2 separate regions of the Sus scrofa genome follow, and region 2 is linked to region 1. The links are chromatin contacts, called in public HiChIP or PLAC-seq maps. All regions are on one chromosome and are shown on one strand. The core of a region is the stretch at or near the end of the contact, and the rest is flanking DNA. Distances in the headings are between cores, read along the strand shown. Region 1 holds the start of NDFIP1 (Nedd4 family interacting protein 1). Region 2 overlaps NDFIP1 (Nedd4 family interacting protein 1).

Region 1 (5,195 bases), core at 768-3,267:
GACGCATCAAAATACCAACTTTAGTTGTCTCCAGATGATAGGGTTTGGGTGTGGGATGTGGGGTGGTTGTTTTTTTTTCTTCTTCTTCTTTCACATTTTGTGGTTTTTCTTCTAGGAAAATTAGCTCTTTTTGCATTCTTTTTTGGAAGATTTCTTCAAAATAATGACAATTTTTAAAAAAATGAAAAAGATGGCTTCTCCCTAACATGCCTCAATTCTGCATATTTAAAGCTATTAAACATTACCCCGAGAAATACGTAATTTTGATACTCCACCAAATTTCTTATATTCTAGCACCATGTCAGCATTACCGAATAGCTCAAGAAGATGGCAGTACAAAGAAAAGCCACAGCGTTTTGCTTGTCGGCCTTACCGAAGGCAGGATGAAAAGAGTGCATGCATCACACTACAGGATACCTGCGATGTGTAAACACCTTGTGACATTTAAGTCATACCTGTCACTCGAATTTTACTAAAGCAGGGAGGAGCCCAGAGCCTTGCCCAAGGTCATACAGAAAAGCATGTGCCAGACCCCAGGCTGTGAGAGATCGAAGGACTAGACTGCATTGCCACAATCTGGGTGTGCTTATGAAACCCAGCAGCTAGCTTCTTAACCAGTCATATCGGGAGTCAGGCCGTGGGAGGGAGGAAATTACAACACAGGGCTGATGACAGCAAAACAGCCCAGTAACTGCCCCCCCCCCCCGCAAGCCCCCGGGTTCATCTACATGTTTTCATCGTACTGGTTTTCCTTATTTCTAGAATATAAAACTGCAGCTCATCTATGAGAGGACATTTAATTTCAGAAGAGCACGGTTTTCCTATTTGTATGCAAACTATGCTGAAAACAGAGGAAACGTAACGCAAGCAGTTATCCGCGGCTCCAATCAACATCAGTTACCACCTGGCTCCATGCCCACAATTACGATGCGTTAAATACCTCTAACAACCCTGCCGGATGTCTTCCCGAATTTCAGAGGGAAACTCGGTTACACACAGAGGCCAGTGAAACAAGCAGCTCTTTTCCCCAGGGCCTCAATTTAGAACTCATACCTGGAGCTAATAATCCAATCGTTCCCGATACATGTCCTCCCCAGCTATGCTATTCACTGTCTTGAAACGTCATCTCCGAGCCTGGAAAACACACACGCAGGCACACGCCCTGCAGCCTGCAACATTTAGCTCGACATTTCAGGGGCATCACTACTTCGACATCGCCTTTGCGAAATCCTCTGCGACCTGCCGACTCGTCCCTCCTCTCATTTTGACTTTTGTCTTAAGACGGAGGCCAGGGGGATGGGCTGTGACCAGGAGACGAGGCTCTGAAACCCTGAGTAATCGCATCTCGCTGCGGAGAGCTGTCGGCAGCAGTCGCATTGATTTAATCTTTTCTCTCCACCTCGTTTCCTTTTCCATTTCACGCTTTTTTTTTTTTTTCCAGTGACATCGAGCCCAAAGTGGAAAAAAAAGAAAACTGAATGCCCCCGGGTCGACGCCTCTGGAAGGGGCGCGGGCTCGGACCCGCGGCCCGCCCGCCGGGAGAAATGCGGGAAACGCTGCGGGGCGGAGGTCTGTCCCCCGTCCGAGTCCCGCCCCGGGGCGCGGAGGGACGGCCCGCGGCCGCCTCGAATCCGAGCCCCGGGCCCGCCCAGGCCGGGCGCGGCCTGCCGAGCCGCGGCGTTGAGGCGGCCACAGGCGGGGCCGCAGACGAGGCCCGAGGCGGCCGGCGGGGAGAGCAGGCCCGGGGCCGGGGCGCGGGGAGACGCTGGACGCCGCTCACCTGCTGGTACCGGCTGCCGCAGGCCGGCTCGACCGCCGCCAGCGCCGCCAACGCCAACGCCATGGGCACCGGCCGCAGGGAAGGAGGGCGAGCGAGCGAGCGGAAGGGGCGCGGGGAGGCCGACGGGGACGCGCCTCGGCTGGGTCTCGCTGGCCGCCGCTGCTGCCGAGCCGGCCGCTCTCCTCGGGCAGTGAGCTGCGCTGCCGCCGCCGAGGCTCCAGACGCGGCCCCTAGAGAGGAGGCGGGGACGCCGACGACGCCGACGACGACGACGACGACGCCGCTGCGCCGCCGCCCCGCCCCCGGCTCGCGCCGCCCCGCCCCGCCCGCCCGGCCCAGCCTCGCCCCGCGGTGCCGCCGCCGCCCCGCCCCGAGACCCGCCCCCAGCCCCGCCCCCGAGACCCGCCCCCGCCCCTTCCCTTCTCCCCGCCGCCGCGGATTCGATTCCACCAAGACTCCGGAGCTCCTAGGTCACCGCAGAGGGCGCGACGCGGCGAGGGGCGCCTGGTGCCAAGCAGCAAGCTTCCCCTGCGTGTGACCTCTCACCCTCATCTCAAGCCCCGGGCACGGGGGCCGCAGCCCCGCTGTAGAGGTCCTGGGCGCCCAGGCAGCTTGACACTTACACCGCAGCCATCCGATCCCGAATATCTGGCTGCAGCATCTCGGTTCTCATCCACTCCCTTCTTGTCTGCCATCCTTGTAGACCAGGAGCCGGTCTGCTGCAGGGCGGAGGCCAGATCCGGGCCAGCGACCGTGGAAAGTATGTGAAATTCACATTTTTGTGCCCATAAACGAAGTTCTATGGAAACACCGCCGCTCCCATTTGTGGAGTGTGCCCAGCAAACCCTTGCTGACTGGTCCTTTAGAGAAAAAAAAAATGTTTGCTGACCCTAAATCCTGGAGAGCTCTTCGATCTCGAAGCCTCTTTAGGGTGAGTGATAATAACAGCATCCTCGTTTTTGCGCCATCCTTTTAGTGTTTGGACAGCCTCCTCCGTGGCTAGAGACACGGTATCTTCTGAGCCCAAGTTCTCTGAAGAGGTGACATAAAGGGCAAAGCTTCAAAGATGTAGTAGCCGTGCTAATAAGACTTTCCAGGTTAACAGGCACGTATATGCAACGACCGCCCCGGAATTGAGAGCTCGCCTTGTAGAAGAAAGGAACGGAGGCAGCATAACTGCCATAGAGGAGATACCACGACATGTTTCACAGATGAGGGAGTTGGGCCTGAAGCCATTAAATATCTCACCCAAGAACGCCACACTGGTAAGGGGTAAAGCTGGAATGTAAACGCATCAAGCTGGGCTTTCTTAACCATCATCACGCGACTAAATGATAAGTTCTGTGAAGATGAGAGGATTTGTCCTTTAAATATTTCGAAATCCCCCGCAGCATCTAGCGGGGCGGCGTAGCTCTCTATACTGGAGCAGGCCTTGGAGGGCTGCTGTTTTCTCAGTACCCAGCCCTCTGGAATGGCTTCTGCCCCCACGTCCCACCCCGTGAAACACTTGATCTCCGCAGCTTCGTCATCATGCCCATCCTTCTGGATTGCCTTTCCAAGGCGCTGCTCTCGAGGTGGCATGAACACAGTTATGGTTTTATCTTCTAATCTTCCAGCTGACATGGTTTAACCCTTGCCTGTGTATGACACCTATCCCGAGGTCTCTGCACAGAGGAGCCAGTTGTAATCAACAAAAAGTCCATCTATTTCTGGTGCTCACTTGGAGTGTTCTCTACCAGTCTCCAAACTCCAACAAGTCTGCGCCTGTTTCCAAGCACTGGCCTCACTGATTTCCACTGGGAGAGCGAATAAACGCAGCGACAGGCCAATCTGTGAGCTTCTGAGTGGTCTGCTCCTGACTCCGTCCCCGGGTTGTTCTTTTTCATCCAGAGAAACCACCTTTAAAAGTAATGAGGTGCATCCAGTTACTTCAAACATAACATCCTACTTTGTGGTCTTACATAAGGGGGAAAAAAAAACCTCTACTTTGAAATGAAAGAGAAAAAAAATGTCATCCACAGACAGTTTGCCCAGATGATCTAAATTCACGTGGAAGAAGAAATAAAAAAAGAAAATGCCTGTGCCGAGACATATGGCTCTTGGAGCAACAGCTGCTGCCTTCACGCATGTCTGCAGCACTTTTGTGGCTTTTGTGGAAAAGGTGCTGTCCTTCCCGTCTTCTTCTTTCCTAAATTAATTTCTCCCTCAGTAGCAACATACTCCTTACATGTGGACATACATATTTATCATAATATAAATACGGGCTTTCTCACATGAATATCCCCCCTCCAAAAAAAAAAAAAAAAAAAGTCGGTTGATTTCTGACTCCCCATGTCCTGAAGCAGCATGTTTTGTGTTAACCATAAAGATTTGTTCTTTTTTCCCCTCTGAGTCCCCCCTCTCCAAAAAAAAAAAAAAAAAAAACCTTTAGCAAAGTAAATAGAGATAATTGCTGTTGATTCAATGGCTGGGTGACCCGGGGACTCGAGAGAAACAGAGTCACCACTATATAAGGTCTCCAGTTGGCAAGCCACCTGCACCGTGAAGGGAGAAACTGAATTTCTGACTCACGGCTCCAGGCCTGCTGCAAGCCAGGCAGACACAGAAGATAAGCCAAGGCCGTAAAAATTGCACTCTTTGGCTTCATCTCGAGATGTTGTCAAGAGAGTTTCCACCGAGAAAGTTATTAATTTCAGACGGCTGCACTTACAAGCTTATTTCCCCACGGAAGAGCAGTAATACTTTCCATGTGCAATACTTTTTATGTGACTGGCTGACTCTGAATCATCCATCCTCCGAGAAAAGAGAAAGATTATGGACAAGTAAAAACATAGCTCAGGGCTGCTTCCCCACTCCTACCCCAGTTTAAACAAAAACCTCCTCCAGGACAGATGCGGTCTTCGCAGCGCCTGAGACGTGTCCCATGTGGCCAGTACTGAGCTCGATCAGTAACCAAGAAGGGTTTGTTAAAATTTTAAACAAAGCCCCGTCAGTCTGATATCTCATTTCAGGCCTTGAATGTCTCCAGCTCATCTGTACAGGACTCCAGCTGAACCAGGCACTTCCATTTCTACTGAATTCCCACTTCCTTTCATTCTTGCTGCATGACTGTGCGTTTCATGAAAGGCAGAGGTAATGTCTTCCCGTTGCAAATAAAGAAATTATCCCACTGATGACGACTGGTGGTTGTGGAGCACTTTCTGGGTCTTGGATCCTTTCATACATCATCCCCTTAATCTTCCTAACAAAACCTTTCTGCCGATGAAGAGATTCAGGAAATGTACATCATGTGGTCATTGACCTAGAGGTGGGACCAAAACAAAACCTGGACCCTTCTCTGTGTGTGGCGGGAGACGGGGGACAGAGAAGGACCTTGCCACGAAATAGAGAAGACAGCACACACGTGTTCAAGACA
Region 2 (5,195 bases), core at 1,820-4,319, 39 kb before region 1:
CTGGCAAGAAGGAAGCTCGCTTTCGACAGGTGACAGGTGAAGACAGAAGGCTCAGTCAGCGAACGAAAAAGAAGACCTTCCTGCGGTCACTGCACATCTGCCACTAAACCTCCCAGAGGAAGCAAACACTGGATCGGGAGGGACGGTTCTCAGCCCCGTCGGTGGACAAAGGAGACGCGGCCCCACAGGACAGAGGGCGGCTGTGCCGGCTCTCTCGGGGCTGCTGCAAGTTAGGAAGGAAGCCGTTCGACTTCTCACCTCGGCTCCAAGTCCCCAGAGCCCTAACGGAGAGCTCTGAGTCCTCTGGGCGCGTCGGAAATGATTTCAAAGCAACGACAACATCAAAGCCAGACAGGAGAGCAGAGAAACCCACCACGCCCTCGATGGGGCTCTCAGGGACGGCCGGGCCCCTGACCACTCGGAAGGCACCGAAGGCCTCTGTCCCCAAGCCATAGGGAGGGACCAGCCTGTAATGGCCCTTCACAGCTCCCACAGCACCCTTGCCTCAAACCACGATGCTAAGCCTGCTGTGCTTTCCTTTTAGAATCCATGCAGAAAACATCTCAGAACGTCTAGAAAATCCAAACAGTAACAACCTATTTTGCAAACAAAAACCCTTAACAAAGTCCCCAAAGATACCGGAAAACCGAGAAGTTCAGGCTTTCTCTCAACCTGTATTGTCGTGACAACCTGTCGTGTGTTAGAAGCAAGATGAGGCGTTCCCACTGTGGCCCAACAAGATCAGCAGTGCCTCTGCAGCCCTGGGACGCGGGTTTGATCCTCCGCTGGGACAGTGGGTTAAGGATCCAGTGTTGCTACAACTGTGGCTCAGACCTGATCCTTGGCTTGGGACTCTGTGTGCTGCAGGGTGGACAGGAAAAAAAAAAAAAAAGGAGTTTCCATTGTGGCACAGCAGAAATGAATCCACTAGGAGCCACGAGGCTGCAGGTTCGATCCCTGGCCTTGTTCAGTGGGTTAAGGATTCGGCGTTGCCCTGAGCTGTGGTGTAGGTTGCAGACACAGCTTGGATCTGGTGTTGCTATGGCTGTGGTGTAGGCTGGCAGCTATGGTTCTGATGAGACCCCTACCCTGGGAACCTCCATATGCTGTGGGTGCAGCCCCAAAAAGACCAAAAAAAAAAAAAAAGAAGCAGCAGCAAGATGAAGAATGTATGCATCTCCTAATGAAGGCTGAAATTTTCTTCTAACTGAAGAATGCAGAGAACAGAGGTGAGGCCTCAGTCCATTTACAAAGCCAAAGCTCCCAGCAGACTAGCCTACAGAATCTGGGGCGCAGGAAGCAACCTGCCCCCCACCCCCGGGGATGCTGGGCACTGAACGATGAGGGGCAAGCTGCAGGTGCCTTGGGGCTCTCACTGTAAGGAGGGCACGGCGACCCCAAATCACTGACTTCTGAATTTACCACGGCTCAGAGTGAAACTTCAGGCTCGGAAGTAATTATAAATTATAATCAGGAATGTAGAGGAAAGAAAAACGATGCTAACGGCAAACTGCACGAAACGGTACAGAGCCTCTGACTAGACGGTGATGTTAGGACGCCCTGGACACAGACACAGACGCCCCCCAGGCGTCAGGGCCCAGGCCAGTGACATCGGGGTCCATCTGTGGCCAGGGTGTGTCACTGAATTCACACGGAAGACACACCACTCAGGACAGTTTAAACATGCACCGAAACATCCCTTTTCTTTAAACTCATAAGCACCATTAGTACTCTTAAGGACTAGAATCTTCTCTCAAATGCTCCCTCGGAGAAACGGACGTGAACCGACAGAAGACTAGGCTCTCAGTATGCTTTACCTTTTCAAAGAAACGCCTTATGAATATACTCGGCCAGGATGGCCCTGAGCTGCTCCAACACGCTAACCTTCTGGGACTGACGTGAGCACAGTTGAGCACAGCTGCAAAGTGCTTACAGAGACAGTAGCTGACATACGCAAAGGCAACAAACATGAGTTACTGCTGTTACGCCAGGCTTGAGCAAAATTCTGTTCCATTTGAGAAGTTCTCATCGTTCTTATACTGTTGCTTAAACACTCTGAAAACAGTTTCACCTCCTGCCAAATTAAATACAGTAGAAACTTTCTTTTCTCGAAGTAAATATACCGAGACCTCTTCACGATTCAAGAGTCAGTGATCTAGGATCAGCCGGGCCTCTTCTGCATTTGTGACAACATGAGATACTGTTTTCTCCAAGGGCGGTTTTTTCCAACTTGCCTTTTTCAAAAAGTAGCTTTTTTCACAGAAATAGCCCTTCCTGAACTAGAAACCAAAAGACAAATATTGCGGCTTTCTTACTTTCTCTATCCCTCCCACAACAGGTGTGCACCCCAAACCTGAAGAGTAATCTGCCATGTACCACGTGATCACACCGGGACACAAATTAAGGGTTTTTTTCTTTAATACCTTCAATAAATAAAGAGAACTCTGGTCCTGGGGAGATTGGAGAACGTTTCTGGCATCTTCCGAACCTTCGCATAATTGATAAATCCTCTGAGAAACAGGAGAAATCCTAATTTAAAAAAGAAAAGTCAAGAATGAATTTCAAATTTCCATCATAAGTCCACTCCCCAGAAATATCCCTCCCGATAGCAATACTTCACACCACATCATTTTCCTGCTAAAATCTATCAAAACAAAATTTCCTCTAAAATTTCCAAAGGATTTCCACACCAGATCTTCCATTTCTCTATGAGAACACGAGCTCAAGAGCCAAACCCCAGTCTCCTTTGCATGTTCAGAATCTAATTTGCCCAAGAAGAAAACAGAAATTAAGATGGGGCCAAACATTGACATTTGGCAGCCTCACTGAGAAGCAAGATCGAAACCTACCTTCTGAGTTCCAAAAAAGTACTCTTCGATAATTAACTCTAAAAATAGAAAGGTTATAATACTACGTTTTTCTCAACAGAAAAAAAATTTCATTTTTTTTCCATCGACAGTACACAATGCCGGCCACTAGATGTCAGGCTCCCCCTGCCTTTACAGTGAGTCTCAACTCTATCCCTTTTTTGGTTTGCGGTGGGATGTCAGTTCCCAGACCAGGGACTGAATCTGGCTGCAGCGGTGACGGTGCCAAGTCTCAACCACCGGACCACACGGCAACTCCCTCTACTTCTCTTTTCTTCATCTAGGACTCAGTGGGGAAGGATCCAATGGGGTAGCCCACACACTCCTAGGGCTCCTCCCCCAGAGAGGGTCCCTGAGTCTTAGACACTTTTTGAAAGGACTTTATAGAGATATAATTTATACATGATAAAGTTGACCTATTTAATGTGTACCATTCACCGGCTTTTAGTATAATTAAAACTGTCGTCTAATTTTAGAACTTGTCGTCACCTCTAAAAATACCGATACCCACCAGGCAGTCACTCCCCGCTTCCTGTCCCCTCCTCCCACCTCCCTAGCTCTAGGCAACCACTTTCTTTTGGATACATTTTAAAATATACTTAAGTGGTGGAGAACTTTGGTACTCAAGAGAAAAATGGGTTTTGGCAGTAACCACAAGTCATCAACACTGAGCACAGCGAAATACCATTCTCTTTGGCATCAAAATCAACAAGGGACTACACCAAATGCTAGATGGAGGAAGCCTAGTGGTGTGGGGAGCATCTAACTTATACGGCGGGTGTAGCCGCAAATCCAGCCACAATCAAACCATGGGTATCATGTGGTTTTTTACTAGGTAATCCAATTTTTAAGAAAAGGTGAGACATTCAGATATTTTGATGTGAAAGTTCTTGCCTTTCATACTATGGCAATTTAAAAAACCAACTTCTGAAGAAAATTGTGGACTATACAAAGCACAACTACCAGGCTAGATGGAGCTCACGAGCTGATAGCCTGAGAGCTTGGAATACCTGATCTTGGCAGGAAAACCAAATAAACAAAAGTTGTCTCTGCAAGAAGCTCCAAAAAAGGATGCAAACATTAGCTCCGAAGGCACTAAGGACCTTGCCATCCCTTGCTTACCAGTAAGCGGCAAGACAGGAAGAATGATCAATTACAAAGTATTACAAATTCATCTCCCATGAAACTTTAATAGAGGAAGGAAATCAGTCCATTAAGTTTCCTTAAATTATCTATGCTGTCGACGATCAACCTAAAATTACGGCTAATGGCTCTTTGGTCCGTTCAGGATGTGCTCGGGCCGTCAGCTTGGAGGAAGACGAGGAGTTACACTTACAGGTGCAGTTTAGAGAGTAAGCGCGCCAAGGAACTATTCCTCCACAGCAGCTCTCCCACAGGTCATGTTTCTATAATTACACTTCTCAGCCATCGAGGGAAGGGCTAAAACATCCCTATTTTTCCTCCCTTGGAAAGCCGACAAGGAGCAGTAGAGCAGGCGATGCCCCCGAGGCGGCAGGGAAGGGGGCATCAGTGACTTGTATTTTCCAAGTAAAATTCAGGGCCAGCCAAGCATGGCTCTGTTACCCCAGGCACAGCAGGGAGGTCCTGAAGCGAGGAAGCACCTGCTGGGCATGGGCCCTCCCCTGTGCTAGTCGGACGCGTCAGCAGCCCTGGCACCAAGGACCTGAATTAAAGAGCCAACAAAAAGGCTTGAAACGGAAGAAATGCTCCAATAGGAAAACAAGTGCGCGGAACAGAGTGAGACGAGGATGCCGCCTTTACAGCTAAAGGATGGCCCTGCCACTGCTTTGCAGGAAGGACAGGAGGTGGTGGCTTTAGTCTATATCATTTATATTTTCTCCACAAAGAATGAAGAAGCCAGCACAATTCACCCCAGTGCTCACTGCTTTGCTTTAAGCTGTCTTAGAAGAAACGATCGGAAAATAAAAATTGAGAGGAAAAAATTGAATCTTAAGACCAACAACCTGAAATGGCTAATATATTTTCAAAACGAAACAAAAAAGAGTTTCTCCCTCTTCTCGCAAAACAATTCTCTTCTCCCCAAGAGTGAGCTAAAGAACTCGGGAAGCCCAGTGGTGGTTCTTCCAGAAGGTTTGTCCAGCAAGGCTGACATTCTCTATCGTCTCCTGACAGATCCAAGGGAAGGCAGGCCACATACACTTAGAAGCAGTTCAGCTGCTCACGACACACCTCTACGCAACGTGGGATTGAGCTGGTGAACCCCACTGGCAGCAGCAACTCACCAAGGGGACAGAAATCTACAGAGTCGCCTCATCACGGTGTCCTACCAGTCACATGGAGGACACG

What was found. HiChIP or PLAC-seq counts read pairs in DNA pulled down with a chosen protein or histone mark.
Region 2: an H3K27ac HiChIP or PLAC-seq map of skeletal muscle shows a contact between it and region 1. The contact joins the enhancer-like site here to the promoter of NDFIP1 in region 1. A contact is called at or near these places in 6 of 47 Hi-C or Micro-C datasets (brain, embryonic fibroblasts, fetal heart ventricle and 2 more) and 1 of 2 datasets of contacts at active chromatin or transcription factors (skeletal muscle).

The regions. Positions count from the first base shown.
Region 1 is chr2:143,685,768-143,690,962 of Sscrofa11.1, reverse strand. It overlaps NDFIP1 (Nedd4 family interacting protein 1), which reads right to left and starts at 2,017. Exons shown (of 8, transcript NM_001243361.1): 1 at 1,781-2,017. The coding sequence starts at 1,843.
Region 2 is chr2:143,725,530-143,730,724 of Sscrofa11.1, reverse strand. It overlaps NDFIP1 (Nedd4 family interacting protein 1), which reads right to left. Exons shown (of 8, transcript NM_001243361.1): 7 at 2,424-2,529. The coding sequence ends at 2,426. Among named protein-coding and RNA genes, the nearest start is that of NDFIP1, 39 kb to the right of the region's middle. Within about 2 kb of position 3,069, at least 31 of the 83 cell types and tissues checked have an H3K27ac peak or open chromatin away from gene starts, as enhancers often do. A contact at or near this core is called in skeletal muscle, where this site is marked.